2 separate regions of the Capra hircus genome follow, and region 2 is linked to region 1. Evidence: chromatin contacts called from public Hi-C data. All regions are on one chromosome and are shown on one strand. Each heading gives the region's core, a stretch centred on a gene start, on an enhancer-like site or on the middle of the called end of the contact. The rest is flanking DNA. Distances are from core to core; before and after follow the strand shown.

Region 1 (5,137 bases), core at 594-3,093:
AGGGCTTGGCCCCCGGAATGGGGTCTGAGATGACCAGGCTGGACTTGGAGGCCGACAGCCCGCTGGGGAGGACGGAGCCGTTGCTGTTGCCCATCTGCTGCATTAGCTGCACGGCGCGGTCGGGGATCTTGTTGGGGTCGGCGCAGGCCTGCTGCCATAGCGGCAGCTTCTGCGCCAGCAGCTCCTTGCCCTAGAGTGGAGGAAGCCGAACAGGGTGGGTGTGAGGGCCAGCCTCAGGCTCCCGCAGCCGGGGGGCTTCCCCGCAGGGCTGGGAGAGGCCAGGGCTTGTGGTCCACCTCACAGACACAGCCCCTTGGCTCCCAGATGGCACCAGGTGGCTCCTGAAGAGACACACCCAACCCCAGGTGGGCACACCTGGCTGGGGCTGCTCTTCGCCAGGTGGGGTGCCTCAACCAGGTGAGCCACCTCTAAGTCCCTGACTCCCGACCTGGGAAAGGGCCGGATATGGTATAGCATGCCCCCCAGCTGAGAGACCCTCAGAATGAGGTCAAACCAAGGCCTGACCCAAGAGGGGCCTCCCCAGGGGCCTGAGGGAGTTGAAAGAACAGGGGCCCACGTGGTCAGCCATGGAACAGGATAGGCTCTTTGTGGTGAGGTACCAGAAAGAGTGCTGTTCAGGTAGACTTGAGGGCCAGGAAACCTCACAGGGACAGAGAGGGGACTGTGGGGAAGGGACAGAGCTGCCCAGGGCCCAACTGTGGTCCGCGCTCCCCCACCCCAACCCAGGGGCCCTCGAGCCCAGCTGTCCCTCCAATGTGCTCTGGGGTCTGCCCAGGACACAGGGGGCTAGAGGGCACAAGGGCCTGATAAAGCACGAGGAAGCCCCAGGCCTGACCAGGGTCCCAGGGTGGGGGTGTGGCCAAAAGCAAGACACTAGCCTGAGACCCGCTGCAGCCCATTCAGGGGGCCCGGATCCACGGCATGGACACACTTAGGGCCCTGGAGATGGCTCTGCCTCCCGTCCTAGCCCTCTGGCCAAGGCGGGCTACCCTCCCTGCGACATGTGATACAACTGTGTTTCCACGCAGATCCCAGACCCACCTTGGGTGGAGCTTAGGGCAGTCAAGGTCTCCAGGACCTTGGACGGGTCTGTCCGGCCCTCACTGTCTCTCCTCATTTATCTTCCCACTTCTTTTGGCCTGTGTCTGGGGCAGGGAGGTGGCGCCCACATGGGAAAGCTGGGGGATGCTGGACAAACAGCCCTTCAGAGCAGGCCAGGGCCCCTCCCCCAACTTCTGGTTTAGTCCTGGGGCCAGCACACCCCTGCATGAGGGCTGGCTGCTTATCTGCATAGAATGTTTAACTGGAAAACAGCCAGGGCAGTTGGCTTACATGTCAGTGGCCACATTCCCTGTGCACTGGCCCAAACTGAAGAGAGTTACAATCCAGCCTCTGGCTGAAAGGAACAGTTGATGGGTCTGGGCTGGTGGTGAAAAACTGGATCAGCAGGAACCCTCACCAACAGGGACAACTCAGGGCTCCCCCTCAGTTGATGGCCCTGTCACTGTCAGGCCTGAACCCAGGCAACAGGGAAATGTTAGCTGCCCGCTGCTAGGAACAGCAGGTGGGGCTCTGCCTTCATGCCCTGGTGCCCCAGACCCGGGGCTTTTGCCTTTCTCAAACCTCCTGGGGGGCTGGGGTCCAGTTTCTTGGGAAGTCATCTCGCATACACACGATCTGCCCTCCCGCAGGAAACAGAGATGGTGACATCCTGGAAAAGGATGGCTTTCCTGCTTTCCTTCTAGCACGGATGGGTCCACGCTCTCCTAAGCAGCCATAGGGCCCAGCGGCCACCAGAGGGCGCACATGCCTGCCGCGTGGCTGCTGGAGCCGCGTGGGCGCTGCGGTGGCCTTGCCGGAGCACTGCGGCTCTAGCAAGCACCTCCCCGCTGCCAGCCAGCCCTCCAGGCACAGGACCTGAACGCAAAGTCTCACGCGGTGGGGTGGCCCCACCCTGACCCTGCAGAGGACAGAAGGCCCATCACTGTCCTTGCGCTGCACCTGTGGCAGCAGCAGACCCTCGGGCAGGCCCAGGCAGGTAGGAGCCTCTCCGTGGAGGCTGAGGTCATCTGTCAGCCTGGGGACCAGAAGCTGAGTCAGATCAAACACATGTGAGGTGCTACCCCCAGAACCCCTTTATGGAAAAAAGGACACAAATGAGGGTTTCCTTGGTTGGCTCGGGCTGCCTAACCACACCTAAGCTCTCAGAACATTCTGGAATGTTCCAGATGACACCTCTGATCCCACTCCAGTTCCTACCTGTGGACTACGGGGAACAGAAGCCCCACTGAAGCTATCTGTTTTTTCAGGGGAGATGATGTGTCCTCTGGGTGGTGCTGGCCTCGGGGGGCTAAGCTGGCCTCTATAGGGGCTGGTACTACAGCACCTCCCAAGGAGCTTGCTCCCTGGAGAAGACCTTCTCAGTGGGCTACTGATGTGAATAGTGAAACTTTAAGTGTTAGTTGTTCAGTTGTGTTCCACTCTTTGCGATCCCATGGACTGTAGCTCGCCAGGTTCCTCTGTCCATGAAACTCTCTAGGCAAGAATACTGGAGTGGGTTGCCATTGCCTTCTCCAAGGGATTTTCCTGACCCAGGGATTGAACCCTGGTCTCCTGCATTGCAAGCAGATTCTTTACTGTCAGAGCCACCAGGAAAGCTTGAGTTACTGGTGTAACTGCTCTTAAAAAAAGCACCTGGCAATTTCTGCTGGGAGTTGTAAAACATCTGCAACCTTGACCTGGTGACTGTCCTTCCAGAACTCTCCTCCTGAGGAGGTCGAAAACGCAGTGTTCCCTCATCACAGCTCAAGGTGGGGCACGCCCCCATGTTCCCCAGGGAGGCAGTTTGTGCCAGTGAGGGCCCAGCCCCACGAAGAGCAAGTACCCACCTTGGAGTGGTAGGCGGCGGAGTTCTTGGCCACGGCGCACTGCTTTTCCACCAGGAAGCAGAACCTCCGCCTCTCCTCGGTGAGGGCGGTCTTGTAGCCGTCGGACACGTAGCTCTCTAGCTCACCCTGCTTGTTGCCGATGGCGTCGATGTACTGGGGGTGGGAGAGGCAGATAAGCCCGAAACGGGACAACACTTCATCACCACCCGTTCTGAGCAGCCCCACAGAGGGGGAGAACACTTCTTGGCCAGCCCACTGGTGTGGGCGCTTGGCTGTGTGACTCACTTTGGCCATGAGGCTATCCCGCTGAGCCACTGCCCCCTGGTCCCCTGGCAGCTGCATGTGTGGGGACCACGTGGCAGACTGCCCGGTGAGGCTGGTGTGGCACCTCCCTCAGACCCCGACACCAACCATAAAGGCCATCCCGATAGTTGGAAGACCAGGACAGCTCAGCTGGCACTGTGCATTCGAGAATGACTAGTTCACGCGCGAATCCCACGGGGGCGGGCAGAGCGCACAGTTCGATGCTACAGCACACCAGAACACTCTGGTTCTGCAGGATGGAAAGTTCCAGTAACAGTTCCACTGAGACTGGGGGCAGCTGTCCCAGGGAGGCCTGCAGGCCCCCCATGTCTGTGTGCAGCCCCGCCTCTGGGACGCAGGAGAGCCTTCCAGCCCCCTCCCTGTCTCCCCTCTCTCCCCCAAGCCCACTCCATGCTCCACAAGGGGCACAGACTCCTCTGTCCTGAACTGGGATCCCTTTCCACTGCGCTGCCGCCGGCTGGGGGGACCAGCCTTTACAGAATCAAGCCCCATCCTCCGGCAGGGGCAGACCTGGGCCACGAGCGGGCGGCCTCCCCCGCCTGACTCACCACCTCCCCCACAGCTCTGACTCAGCATGGGTGGGCGGTGCGGAGCCGGGTGGGCGCAGTGCAGGCTGTTTCTGGCCCCTCCCTGCCCTCCCCCCCACATCGCAGCAGCACGCAGCTGGAGGGCAAATGCCTGCTGGGCGTGGGCCGTCCGCAGCCCTGTCCCTAGCTCAAGCCTCTGCCAGTGTGAGCCTGCCTGCCCAGCACTCTCACCAGGACAGGGACCCTGCTCCCTCTGCACCTGCAGACCACCCTGCCTTCAACACTGAACTCCACTCTCCTCGCCCTGAGAGAGCAGCTTAAACGGGCCTCCACGTCCCCCACCCTGGAGGAGTCTGCCCTGGCCCTCTTGAGCAGCCGCAGGGCCAGCCAGGCCACAAGGTGTGCCTAACAAAGTCCGAGCAGGAGGGGAGAGGCCCTCAGGGCAGCCCTGCTGGCTGCCTCCACCAACCCCCCCACCCCCGCCCCCGTCCCCGAGCCCCACGTTATGAAACACGTGCGCACCCAGACCTCCAGCCTCTGCCCTTCCAGCCTGCAGAGTGGCTCCTCCAGGAAGCAGGAGAGTCTGCAGATGCAGGGTGCCATGGTGGGCAAGGCCATGCTGTGTGGAAGGACCCCTCAGATGCCGCCCACCAAGGGGCTGGCTCACACCCCAAAGCCCCCACGTGGGCAAGAGGCCTGAGGGTGGGAACACCTGCTGGACACAAGGGCCTGGAAGGGACAGGGCTCGCTCAGAGACAGGGACACTGATGCAGGCCCCTGCTGCCCGTGCCCCATCACCTAAACAGCAACCCGGCACTAGACCGAGACCCCCCAAGGGCCTCCACCCACTCTGCTCCGTGGCTGTCCTACCCGCTCCGGGGGACAGTGGAACATCGGTGTGGCCTTGCAGGCTTCAACCAGCCCTGGACCAAGATGCCTCCCTCGGCCTGCTCTCGAGTACATGGGCGCTCCTGGGCTCAGCTGTGATCCCGAGAGCCCCCTAAGGGGCTTCTAGAGTCTCTGCAAAGCTCTAGAAGGGGAAGTTTGGGGTTTAATCCCAGTAAAAGCCCCAGCCAGCCGGTCCCTGGGGTTACCACCTCCCACCCTCCTGGGGCGCCGCTCCAGCGCCAGGCAGGCCTGGGAGGCAGGGCGGGCGTGGCGTGAAAAGGTTGAGGCCCTGAGAAGTCAGCACAGAGCCTCGAGAAGGCAGGCCCAAAGGAGGCACCCACGGTCACCTAAGCAGAGACTTTGGGGGCGGAGGAAGGCACCTCTGTGAGCGGTCACCCCAGGACAGCGGTGTAAACCGGGACGCGGGCCCCCCGGGTCCAGCCACCCTGAGCCCGCTGCTGAGGACGGCTCCTCCTTGCACCGCCCGGC
Region 2 (5,724 bases), core at 938-3,437, 49 kb after region 1:
CAGCGTCCCCAGACAGGGTGCAGGACCAGCCAGACTGGCCGGGGTCTCCAAACAGCAGCTTTGGCTGTGTCCTGAGCATGCCTTGAGTTGGCTGGATTCTGCCCAGCCAGTGTGCCAAACTTACCCAACCTGTCCTGGCTCTGCTGTGGAACCCGAGCTCCCCAGTGACGAGCCACAAATCATAAGGGAGCCGTACCACAGCCGCAGAGTGGCAGGGGAGCACCCACAAGCCCTCCTGTCCACTGGCTCCGCGGCCTCAACCGGCCAGGAGAATGTAAGACACCCAGCGCTGTGGACGCCCACTTCCCGGTGTGTCTAACCTGAAAGTCCCTGGTCTCGGCCACACCTTCCCGGGGGAGCTCAGTCATCAGCTGACCAGTGAGCACAGAACGCAGACTAGCTTGCTGAACGTGTGCCCCAAACCCCCAAACACTCAGATCCTAATAGTTTTCTGCCAACAGATTTCACTCCAGACCTGCAAACACATCTTTGCTTCCTCCAGAAGCTGCTCCGCTGGAACAGCATGCCTGACTGCTCTGTTTTAAGAGTTTTATTAAGACCGACCATGGGGTTCCCCAGAGCAAAGCCACGCCACGCACTCCCTCTTAATTCTGGCCATTAAAGTTCCTGTCTCATGGTTTTGGAGCAAAAGCAGGGAAAAGAGGGGGAAAAAGACCAACACTGGCACTTCTCTTCCACCCTCTGCAATAATGAGCAAGTGGAAATGAAACTAATGACTAATAATTTAATAAATCTCCCTCCCTGACAACCATTTACAGAGCAACACAACCAAAAAGCGTATGCCACTGACTCTCGTGATACAAACATAAAAACACCAGAGGCTGTTCCTTTTACGTGCTGCTTCCTCGTCAGTCTTCACTCCTGTTTACCAGCAGCTCCAACATGGCTTCAGAACTGACTTAGTCCACCCTGACCCGGCCTCCAGATTCTTCCAGGTGACCTAGCTGCAACTTTAAAAACCTTTATTAGCAGCTGGGATTGACTGCGGCCGTGCTGGACTCCAGCTGAAAGCTAAGGGCCCATCAGAGGCCTCCCTCCGCGCGCAAAGAGGGCTTGGCAGGCCGCTGGCTAAGGAGGCACAGCGTAGTTGTTTAACACAATTAGAAACTGTTGCTCTGCCAGCGCGCTGCAATCCCACTCCGCCGCCATGAACCAGCCGCCGCCTAAATATCAACTCCGAAACCCCTCGGCCCCCCGCGTAACCCCCAGACACAGTTTTGAAACAGAGCCCGGCTTTGTACGAAGCCCGCGTGGACCGCCCAGGGCACGACTCTCCCGTGAGGAAATGCTGCCGTCAACAGCCCTGAGCCTCCGGAGCCTGGCTCTGTGCTGGTGGGGGTGGGGGTCCAAACCGAGAAAATGGATGCTAAGAAACGGAAACTCGGGTGTCTGCCAACGTGCACACCCGCGCAAAACCGGCCCCGGGCGGGGGCGGCGAGGGTCCGGCGGGTTGCCGGCGCTCCGACACACACGCCCGCGTTCCGCACCGGGGGCTGAGAGTCGACTCCTCACACATCAGAAGCAGAGGCGGGCGCGCCAGCCTCCCACACAATTAGTCTTCTCCCTCCGCGGTTACATAAGATGACGGATTATCTGTCTACCCATCCAACCTGCCCGCGCGCGACCTCCCACCCGGCCACATCCACCGAGAAGGAGTTGTGGAAAGGGAAAGCCTGTTGAGAAAAAAGTGCCCCAGGCTTGCGTAACCGTGCCCGGCGGGGCCACCGCGGGGCGCAGGGCGACGGACAGCCGTGGCCCCGGACCCCGCAGACCTCGGACTCCGCAGTCCGCACCCCTACTCAACTCGGGTCCGAAGGCTCCGGCCCCCGCGCACGCGGAAGACGCACGGAAGGGCGCGCGGGGGCAGCGAGAAGCTGTTGGGGCAAGCGGACCCGAGCCAACCTCTGCCGGGCTGGCGCTGGGTCCCCGCGGCAGCGCCGGTTAGACCCCCGAGGACCCAGGGACGGCCCGGGGAGGGCGCGAGGGCGCGTGTGGCACGTAGCTCACCTTGTAGACATTTTCCGTGAGCCGGTGCATCTCCTCCGAGCGAGACAGTGACATGGTGCTGGTCCGGCTGCACCACTGACCAAACCAGGGGCGCAAGTAGCGGCGACTGCGGAAGCGACGAGGAAACCCGACAAACAGCACACGGAACCTGACCAGGAGCGCGGCGCCCCGCCGGCAGCCTCCTTTATAGTCGACCAGGCCCCGCCCCCTAGAGGCCCCGCCTCCCGCGCGCCCGCCCCCGCCGCACCCGGCTCACCACCCCCGGCCTCCCGCCCCCGCCCAGCCGCTGCTGCTAGGCAACCGACAGGCCCCGCCCCCCGCGCCGTCTTTCCCATTGGTGAATTCCATAGACGGGGAAGGGGGCGGGGACAAGGGCGGGGTTTGTGGGCCGGCAGCAAGGAGCGATTGGTCCATGGCGCCGTCGATCGCGGGGGAGGAGGCGGAGGCGCGGCGCGGGATGGGGCCCTGGGAACAGCCTGGGGGGCCGGGGCGACAGCAGTGCTGGGGGCGGGGAGGCGGGGGCGGGGTGGCGCAGGAAGAAGGGAGCAGAAACGGGGTGGGGGCGGAACGCCGGCCGCGAACGCGCGTGGGGGAGGCACTCCGCAAAGTGGCGAGTCAGGGTGGCCGGGTCCTGGGCGCCGCTCCCCCGAAAGCGGTCGGGATCAGGCGTCCGCACTGGGCAACGGAGGTCCCTGAACGCTCGGACACTTCCTGGGGAAGGGGGAGGGGGCAAGGGTACGGACTTGGTGAAGGAGGGTGAGAGGCTGGCGTGCTGTCCCAAGGGTCCAGCCTCTACCGGGCACTTTCGGAGGTAAGTCTGGTGGGTGGCTGCGACCCTTGGGCCGGCTCTTCCGGGGAGGAAGGACCCTGAAACGGGTCTCAGGGGAGGGAGGACCCTGGGGAAGACCCTAGAGAGGGGTGGACCAGGGGAAAAGACCCTGGGAGGGGTGCATCGTGAGCGGGGCGGTGGTGGGGAGGGCCTTGGGGCTGGGATTCTAGGGAGGACAGAGCCCTGGGTTGCAGAGAAGGACTCTGCGGAGAGGGGTTTTGGGGGTGCAGATTCTGGAAGCGGTGGAGGAGGGATGGGGAAAGGATCCTGTGGTGAGGATTGAGGGGCGCTCAGAGAAAGAGGACCCTCGTGATGGTGGCAGAAGATCTTCCTTGCGGGGTAGTTTCCCTGGGGAGAGGAGACTCAGGGAAGGGGAGGGGCAGGGAAGAGGGAGGTGGGGTTGGGGGTAGGGAGGTGGGGAGAGGGAAAACCTGGGGGAGGGTGAAACTTCCTGGATGGAAGAGATGGGATCAGAGATGTCTGATTTTTGAAAGCAATTCCTGGGAGGTTCTGCTGAGGAAGTTGACCAAGTTGGCACAGAGGGTTCCTGGTACAATTCCTTTGGGGAAATATTTACATAAATTAGACTAACATAGAGAAATTATTTGCTTTACCTTGTAAAACACCAGATCTAAGTGTTTCTCTTTAATTAAACCTGACACTCTCCACCAGCACCACCAGCATCCCATCCCTGGACAGTCATCCCTTCAAGAGCAGGTGCCCAAGAGACAGAACCCCCAAGATGGCTGGAGGACTCCAGAAGACAGTAGGGGCTGAGGCAGGTTTTTTCCATGGGGTCATTAACCGGAATGAACTACGCTCTGCTTCACATGGATTCAAAGAAAATGGAAGGGATATTCAGGAAGCATTTGCCTTCCCTCCTAACCTCAGAGCCTTCGTTCACAGAGATACTTCTTGGTTTAATTTCCTTTCAACACCAGCGCCAGTTTCTTCCTTTTTATTGCTTTCAGTGTTTTAAGGTAGATTTCAGTGTAGTATGTAATTTCTGGGATTCTTTTGGTTGCAAGTAACAGAAAGCCGGCTCAAACTGGCTCCAACAATGAGGGCGTTGTTGACTCACGTGTCAGAAGTCAGGCCTGTCTTCCTCCCCCAGCTCCCTTTCTTCCAGGCCAGCTAGAGGCAGCTTCCATCCTTCCCACCCCAAGACTGATGTGCATTGACCTGTATGAGGTAACAGACCAATGAGGAGCCAGGTGGGTACAGAGCAAGAGCTGTTGCTCATCCAAAGGGCCCAGAGTGGCCAGGACGAGGAGAATGGTGGGGGGAGGCTGGCCGGTGAAGACAGGGTCTCAGTGCTCTGGGAGGGGAATTAGCCTGGGGAGAATTCTCTGGGCTGTCTGCTCCCATCAGTCACGAGACAGCAGAGGAAGGAGAGGGGCGTTCCAGAAAAGCTTCCATGGCCCCGAGCCCCACCCTACCCCACCCTCTAGAAGATCCTAGTCTTGATCGCCCTCCTTCTGCCCAACTGGATGCTCGCGTTTGGTAGCAGCTGAGACAGGAGGGCTAATCGCCTCACTTTGGGCCTGCACACTCCAGCTGACATCTGGGCAGGAGATGAACAGCTGAGAGGGAAGCCATCATTCAGAAGAGCATTCACTGAGCACCTGGGGCAAGTGAAAATAAGCATATCCAGCGAAATGGCATTGAGAATGTGGGGCCGATGGCAGATGCAGGGCAGGACTGGAAAGGGGCTTACACCTGGGCCTGGAGAATTGCAGTGAGAAAGTCTGCCCCCTGCTGGGCAGCTTCCTTTCCCCCGCCCATCCTCCAACCACCAGTCTACTGGGGTGCCTGGGCCTGCATGCTGACCCCTTCAGCAGCGAGGAGGTCTGAGCCACAGGCCAGGAGCCCACCAGTGATCCCTGAGGCCTTTCTTAGTTAGGTGGGAGCCCTTTCAGACGGCAGCAGTGTCTGAGCGGGGCTGAGCAGTGCCCAGGGCTAGGGGTGGGCTGGGTGCTGAGGTGGTCCCCGTGCCACTCCTGGGAGTCAGAGGGGCCCGCTTAGGGTCAGAGCCACCTCTCTTCAAGACCAGCAAGTCATTGCCATGATGGAGAGGCTCTGCTTGTCTCACCGGCCCTGCAAGGACTAGCGGCAGGGCCAGCACCCCAAGCCCCCTGCCCTCGCCCAGACAAGGGGGTTGTTCTCCCTGCACTATTTAGGGGGGGGTGGTGGGCAGTGGCTTTCTATAGATGAGCAGCTCATCACGAGTCCCTGAGAAAGCAGATGGGCTGGAATCTGCCCACTGCTGGTCTCCCTGTCACTTCTGCCTGCCTGTCCTCACCTCTATGGGCCAAGCGACCAGAGAAGTGTGTAGCCATGGCGACCTGCAGCACCCCACCTCTGAACCTGAAGTCCCCCCATCCCCGGCACCGGTGATGGGGCCTCGCGCACATTGGGTGCCGAGCCAGGGTCAGCGGCAAGACTCTGACCACGTGGTGCTGCCGACACTGACCCTGGGTCAGCTGACCCCAGCACGGGTGGCCCAGGAGAAAAAGGCTGGAAGCAGGGAGAATCAAAGTGCATCTCTTCATCAGCTTATTTTTAGTCGCGTTATGTAAGTGGCTTCATCTCAACGTCACGTAGGGAGGGGGGGTCTCAGATTTAATTACAGGATGACAGCCTCTGCTTTTCAAGCAAGCTGTTCTCCTGGCAAGGCAGACACAAGGATCTGTGATTTTTTGCTAAACAGAAGGAGCCCTTTCTGAGGTGACCGCAAAACTTTCAGGGTTTTCACCACCATCTCTCTCTCTCTGACCAGCCCAACCGGGTTTCTGCGGAGCTTGGCCTAAGGGGGTGGCAGTGTGTCTCAGATCACAGGGAAATTTCGTGCCTGTCAAGGGAGCTGT

What was found. Hi-C and Micro-C count contacts between places; a contact is called where the count stands out from the background.
Region 2: a Hi-C map of blood shows a contact between it and region 1, with 2.8 times the contacts expected there. The contact joins the promoter of BAIAP2 here to the enhancer-like site in region 1. A contact is called at or near these places in 2 of 5 Hi-C or Micro-C datasets (both in blood).

The regions. Positions count from the first base shown.
Region 1 is chr19:50,955,753-50,960,889 of ARS1.2, forward strand. BAIAP2 (brain-specific angiogenesis inhibitor 1-associated protein 2) reads right to left here. Exons shown (of 14, transcript XM_018063625.1): 7 at 2,910-3,062; 8 at 1-190. Among named protein-coding and RNA genes, the nearest start is that of MIR338, 25 kb to the left of the region's middle. Within about 2 kb of position 1,844, at least 2 of the 5 cell types and tissues checked have an H3K27ac peak or open chromatin away from gene starts, as enhancers often do.
Region 2 is chr19:51,004,394-51,010,117 of ARS1.2, forward strand. It overlaps BAIAP2 (brain-specific angiogenesis inhibitor 1-associated protein 2), which reads right to left and starts at 2,188. Exons shown (of 14, transcript XM_018063625.1): 1 at 2,029-2,188. The coding sequence starts at 2,082.